Regions from separate parts of the Gasterosteus aculeatus genome. Here region 1 is linked to region 2. Evidence: chromatin contacts called from public Hi-C data. All regions are on one chromosome and are shown on one strand. Each heading gives the region's core, a stretch centred on a gene start, on an enhancer-like site or on the middle of the called end of the contact. The rest is flanking DNA. Distances are from core to core; before and after follow the strand shown.

Evidence for each region. A called contact is a pair of places that touch in the nucleus more often than the background predicts.
Region 1: a contact with region 2 is called in a Hi-C map of liver, with 5 times the contacts expected there. The contact joins two enhancer-like sites. A contact is called at or near these places in 3 of 6 Hi-C or Micro-C datasets (liver, tail fin and whole body).

Annotation. Positions count from the first base shown.
Region 1 is chr12:4,194,188-4,197,519 of fGasAcu3.hap1.1, forward strand. No RefSeq gene overlaps it. Among protein-coding and RNA genes, the nearest start is that of LOC120809508, 7.8 kb to the right of the region's middle. Within about 2 kb of position 1,319, at least 5 of the 9 cell types and tissues checked have open chromatin away from gene starts, as enhancers often do.
Region 2 is chr12:4,130,002-4,133,125 of fGasAcu3.hap1.1, forward strand. adamts18 (ADAM metallopeptidase with thrombospondin type 1 motif, 18) reads right to left here. Exons shown (of 24, transcript XM_040167666.2): 19 at 2,392-2,596; 20 at 257-451. Among protein-coding and RNA genes, the nearest start is that of LOC120810219, 36 kb to the left of the region's middle. Within about 2 kb of position 1,485, at least 3 of the 9 cell types and tissues checked have open chromatin away from gene starts, as enhancers often do.

The DNA of each region.
Region 1 (3,332 bases), core at 69-2,568, 64 kb after region 2:
GTATTGGTCCTCTCCCCTAATCCACCGGGTGCCATTTGCCTGTCTACAAAAAAGGTCAAAGTGGTCACACAAGGACAAAAACACTCCCACTCTGGGGATTTGGTGTCCGTCTAATTAAATACTGATTAGAAAGTGAACAGTAGCTCCTGAAGAGTCTCTGAAGCCAAATTAAAAAATTGTAATCTGCTCAACTGGCTGAGGTCTTTCATCTGATAAAGAGAACCAGTCTAGTCCACTTCTTGAAAAGATTTAAGTAAGAGAAGAAGCAACATTTTTCAAGTGGTGTATAAAATCATTTTTCAATTTTTTAAATAGTTAGTTCTTAAAAAAAGTATGTGTTTTTTTAAATAGAGACACTGTTTAAATTTCTCTGATTTGACCTGATATACTTACTAATTTTATTTAATTACATTTAAATAGCCCCAGATGGCAAATTAGCCTCGAAGGGCTTTACAAACGTACACATACAACATCTTCTATGCCGGCACACTCTCATCAAAACAGGGAGAATCCCTTAAAAAAATATACCTTTACTGGGGTAAACAGCAGCAGCGGTGAGATCTCTCTATCCGGATGGACAGAGGTGGGATAGAGGTCATGGTTACAGAATAAACAATGTAAAACATCACAATATGTTCATGCATATGACAGAAATAATTCATAAAATGGAAGTAGTGAGTTGAAATGACAGCTAATAATGACAGCAATGATGGTTCTAGATGGACTAATAATGACAGCAGCAGTGAGTGTCAGGCAGAACCACTGCAGGAACAACCACCATCACATGTAATCACCTAAACCAGCACATAATCACACGCCTCTGTGTACATCAGGTCCTTGAAAGGTAATCTGACCTTCGATTTCACTTTAGCTCATAGTTGAGGTCATTGAATAAAAGCAGTGCTGAAAGACGGATTCAGATATTTTACAAAAGTAAAATTATTCAAATCACACTAAGAAAACAATCCACTAAAAGTTAAGTTAGTCTTACCTGCTTTACATTCTGTTTAGTTATTTCATCCACAGCATTGAATCATATTCTAAAGAATCACCATGTGTGCGTCTCCAGTCTCCTGTAAGAACCACATATTTTCAGAATAGTTCCATCTTTGTGACAATGCGTTCTCCAGCTGATCCACTGAAGACAATGACTATAGGTTATTTAGCTGACAATGTCCTTTCATAGGAATTGCACAAACCCAACCAAGGAGCCTTCCAACCTCAGTTGATCCCACACACAGACACTTACATTTAACATATCTATGAAGTACATGTTTTTAAATTGGACTGTATTTGTTGCAGTCTAGCCCCATCATATGGACGGCTTCGGTACTGCGTGAGCTCTGCACACTATTCAAGTGATCAAGGGAGAGATGAGAGAACAATAATAGGACGCAGGTTGGACTCAAAAACTTTTGTCTAGTTAAATGTGCATACAAAACTACAAAGTAGTGTTGATGACTGAGCAACTCTATTCAACAGTCATCTATCATGCTGCTACTTTTATTTAACAACTCTTAATGCCCCTTTTTTTGCATTTCCCCAGATGCTTGAATTTATTTCTTGAGTACAACCATAAATATCATGGATAGCGAATAGCTAGACAGCGAAGCAGAAACATGGACAGTCTTAAGTCCAGACAGATGGATGAGAGCTGGCAGAGACGCTGAGGACCAGAAAGGAAGTGGAAGTGGAAGCACAGTGATCAGCTGACGGTGGTGGTCAAGCACCTACATGACACCAGCAGATGTGAAGCGTTTGAAGCAGCTCTTCCCTCCCGGTGGGTGTCGTGGAAGACGGACGACCCGTCTTGCCCCCGGGTGACAGTGATTTATAAGGTGGGATTACTGCACGGTCAGGGCGGGGTGAAGTCTCTCGTTCCACACATGTTGTGCACACTGAACTGGACACCGAGAACAGAAACCCTTAATTTCCCTCATTCTTTTCCCCAGGCTCATAATTATATACTGGCAACACAGAATCCGTTTAGTGTTTTTATACATGGAAGATACTGCCATTTATTTGAATAATAATCATATTTTATTGTTTATGGGATTTAAGTATGTGACAGTGGAAACTGGACTTAGCTAAATTTACAGAATACGCCGTAATGCTACCATCTATTTACAAAGGGTGATATGATCTGCTATTTTGGCAACAAAAAAACATGTATATATATTTATATATATATGCAAGCATATTTCTATACCTCAATCATGTATACAGCAGCTTTTGAACATTTGTATTGTAAAAGGAGGAGGTGCAAGAAAAACAAACAATTACACATTTGCACATGAGCATGTTTAAAGGGTGCATAGTGGTTTCCTTGAAAGGAATACAAAGTGTAAAGGTGGGGTGATTAGCGCTGTCGCCTCACAGAAAAAAATCTCTCTCCAACCAGCAGCCTTTCTGTGTGGAGTCTGCGTGGGTACTCTGGCTTCCTCCCACAATCCAAAGACATGCTCTGGGGATTGGGTTGATTGGTGACTCCTAATTGCCCGTAGGTGTGTGGATGTGAATGGTTGTTTATCTCTGTGTCAGCTCTGTGATTGACTGGCGACCGATCCAAGATGTGACCTTGTGTCTGTTGCACAATGTTGCCTGGGATGGACTCCAGCCCGTCCGCAACACTGTATGGAGGACAAGCCGTTTGTGCCGATGAAGATGATTGACTGACTGGAAGTGTAAAAATATATATCTTTGCCATAGTTCCCCTCATGCTTTTAGTAACAAATCATGATACTGAGTCGAGAATTTGCTCTCTTTTTGGTGTGTACAGAGCTTGGACCTTGACCTGATTTCTTTTGTACTTTTTCTCATAAGGCTATACCTCTGAAGGCCCCTGTAACGTGCAGTCCTTGGGGGGAACGCGTAATAATGAGGATACAGCGGATTCTGCAAACAGTCTTTATTGTCTGTTTTAACCACGAGTGTCCGGCTCCAGTTTCCTCGCCTGGCTCAGTCCTCCCGCTGTCGCCGGATCTCTCCTACTTTAAGGCAGAACACACACACTGTCACGGTGTGGTTTTATTTCCTGTCTTATTTTGTAGTTTCTCCTTCTTGTCTCCCTGGGTAACTTCACTTCCTGCCTTGTCCTGTCATCTGTGTATTTAAGCCGTGTGTGTCTCTTGTCACTTGTCGCGTCATTGTTGAATGTCCTGGATGTTTCTGGTTTCTGCCTGCCTTTTCCCCTGGTTCCTGTGTGCGTTTTTGCCCCTTGGCCGTTTGCTTTTGACATTTAGACTATTAAAGTCTTCTTTTGTTGTCTGCGTGTGAGTCCTGCCTTCCCCGCATCCTTGACACACGCACCTGATTAATTCCACCTGCGGCCC
Region 2 (3,124 bases), core at 235-2,734:
ATGTCTTGATACTGTATTGAATTCTGATCCATTGCAAATGCCGGCCTTCTCCCTTGTGTGATTATGACCATTTCTGAGAAACAAAAGCTAGTACGAAGCTTTTATTTTCTTGATTCTGGACAAATAGGCAGGCAACACAACATGGAAACAATGTACTCAACGTAAATCTGATCCTTATAACGCACATGTAGGTGTTTTCAGTTTTTTTTTTTGAGAATTATTAAAGTGAAGAAGTCAGAAGTCTCCTCTCTCCTACCTCCCCCCAAGCCGCGGTGACCCACTGCAGCCGCTCGTTCTTCGGGCAGCGCCGCAGGACGCAGGTCTCCTGGGTTTTGGGCCTGTGGTGCTGTCTGCACATGCTGTCGGGCACCACCACCGCCTTGGCCCCGGGATCAGTGCTGCGGCAGAACGCGCTGCGCTTCCTCAGGCCGCGGCCGCAGGTCTTGGAGCACTGTGAACGGACACCAGGACGTCACGACGGCGGAGAACAAGCGGCGTAATGAGAGGAGGGATTCGCTGTGTGCAAAGGTGAAATGAGCATGCACCAAACTTTTTCAGTACTGCTTTGACCTTAAGCTTTCATCGCCTTCAGCAGAGGTCAAACCCTTTGGCACGGTCAACGCGCTCGTAAATTCGCCACATTACGGTCTAACATTAAATAAAATGCGCCAATAACGAGCAAAAGAGAGTGTGTGACCCCCCCGAGGCATCAAAGCGTCCACCAAAGGCAGTTCTGACTGAAAAGCAGAGGTGGACAGCGGTGTCAAATCGCCCTGCGGGGACCGAGAGACACAGCTGTCAGGGCAGTTAATGTGACAGCGTCACACGAGCCGACGAGACAAAGGACTCGTACACATCTGTGCATACGGATTGACGCGCTCAAACAAGCGTCCCTGTCGTCCCTGTTGTCGCTGAAAACTCTGATTGATGTTTGCACAGACACTGGCCGTTGCCTCTGGGCGACCGCCGACTGAACTCGGACCGGTGGGACCAAAGAGCCCCCCCCCCCTCGTCCCCCCCCCACAGCTGTGACACACCAGCCAATCGTCCGCAGATTGGCGCTTAATGAGCAAACAGAAGCCTGTCTACTGTGTGAAGCTCTGTAGTTGCACTTGGTCAACAGCCAGAGGATCCAAAGGCGTAATAAGCTGTTTGGTGATTCAAAGTGTTTGGTTACTACCTTCGAACTACCTTGAGATTCAAACGTTGAAATAAGATTTCCTAAATAAGAAGGACACGGGGATGAAGGGAGAACATTTCGTTTGGGATGAGTGGGAGTGAAAAGGTTTAGCAGATGTTTGAGGATAAAGGCCGAATAGTCTTACAAGTGCCCAGTTGAACCCATCTGTAGTTTGTTTTTTCGATGTTCGTCCCGTGTCCAACAGAGGGCAGCAGAGTGTTTGATTTAGCATGAGTGAAACCTCTTGACACTTGTGAGAGTGTGTTAGTGTGTGTGTGTGTGTGTGTGTGTGTGTGTGTGGTGGAGTGTGTGCGACTTTCCGTCATGCAAATGTCTCAACGTGCATCTTTGTTTAAACTTGTCGGTGGACGCTGATCACTCATAGCCAACAAATGAATTTTGACAGCTGGCACGCGTAACCTAGCAACATTAGTGGCAATGCTGAAGTCAGCACTTCTGTTTGAACAGCAAGTACAGAGGTAACTACACGTCACAGCAGGAACAGCACAGATGTAAATAAAGAATAGATGAAGTATTTGCCTTATTTCAGCTGCAGGGTCAGAGTAACAACCAGCCTGCAGCCTGCAACACTAGTAACGCGTCATTTGAATACAATAGTGTCACAGAAATCCCTCATGGCAGCGGTTTAATTTACAATAATCATTCCAAACTCATAACGAAGCATATCGTTATGAGACAGAAAATGAATGGATTGAAGAAGCCGGCTCCCTGCAGGCAAACACTCATTTTTGTCTCACAGAATGTATGCATTTGCACGCTTAAACCTACTAACACACACTCGTGCGCGCACACAGGGAGAGAGACTGTCAGATGCCTCTCTATTCCTCTACTGACTCAAGCAGTCAGTAACACAAATTAGCTTCTAAGTCACCGGGCCCCGGGGCCTAAGCGCCGGTAAGTATGTGCATTACAACGTTTTCCTGTAATTTCCCCACAAACTCTCTTAGCTAGATTGTGTCGTGTGGGACATAGAGTATCACTGCTCTGTCTCTTTATTTATACATGTTTGGAGATAAATGTGTCTGTGAACATGCTCATGAGGGGATTTTTATCATCTTGATTTAGCGTAAATAAGCAACTTAACACAAAAGAACTGAGGCTGATTGTCTGAAGTTTTGGAGCTATTTGGCACACCGGCATGTAACAAAGGTGAACAGTTGACCTAAACACACGTATTTTCACGAACCCACCTGTGACCAGGAGCCCGTGCTCCACTCGGGCGGGCAGGCCTGCGTGTGGCACGGCTGGATCTGGGCCGGCGAGATGACGGGGCAGAGGGAGTGAGCCGCCACCTCCTCCCTCTGATAGGTCACCTTCCTCAGGCAGCGCAGCGTCCTGGTCTGCTGACCTCCTCCACACGAGCGGCTGCAGAGGCCCCAGTCTCCGCTCGCCCAGCTGTGGTGGGACAGCGAGAGGGAGCACGTGTGAGTCGGATGGAGCGTTTTAATGCCACATCACTGGGATCCTAATCAGGACAGCCAACCACAGGTTCCGAATCACTTATTCTGGGCCCAAACATGCACACATAGAAAGGACCACTTCACCCTAAGTTAACAGTGACTATTAAACCACCTCATGTTTAAGCAGTTAAAATGTTGGGTCTATCTTGCGTTACTTAAATTCACAAAAAAAACTCAACCTGCCTCTTTTAAAATACTCACAATATATTTCACACATTGACTTTTGGTAGTTAAGGATACATACAAAGAATATATATATATATATATATATATATATATATATCCGTATCCATCCATCTCTTCCCATTCTGAAACTAAACAGGACGACCATATTGTATATACAACGCTCCACAACAGCTTGGCCTGGTCTCCCAATGCCAACCGCAATGTACAAGAGACAATAAGGGACAGTGGACAGCGGATGTCTCTTCCCTCATTCATTCTTCTTCGGCCTCCCAATGCC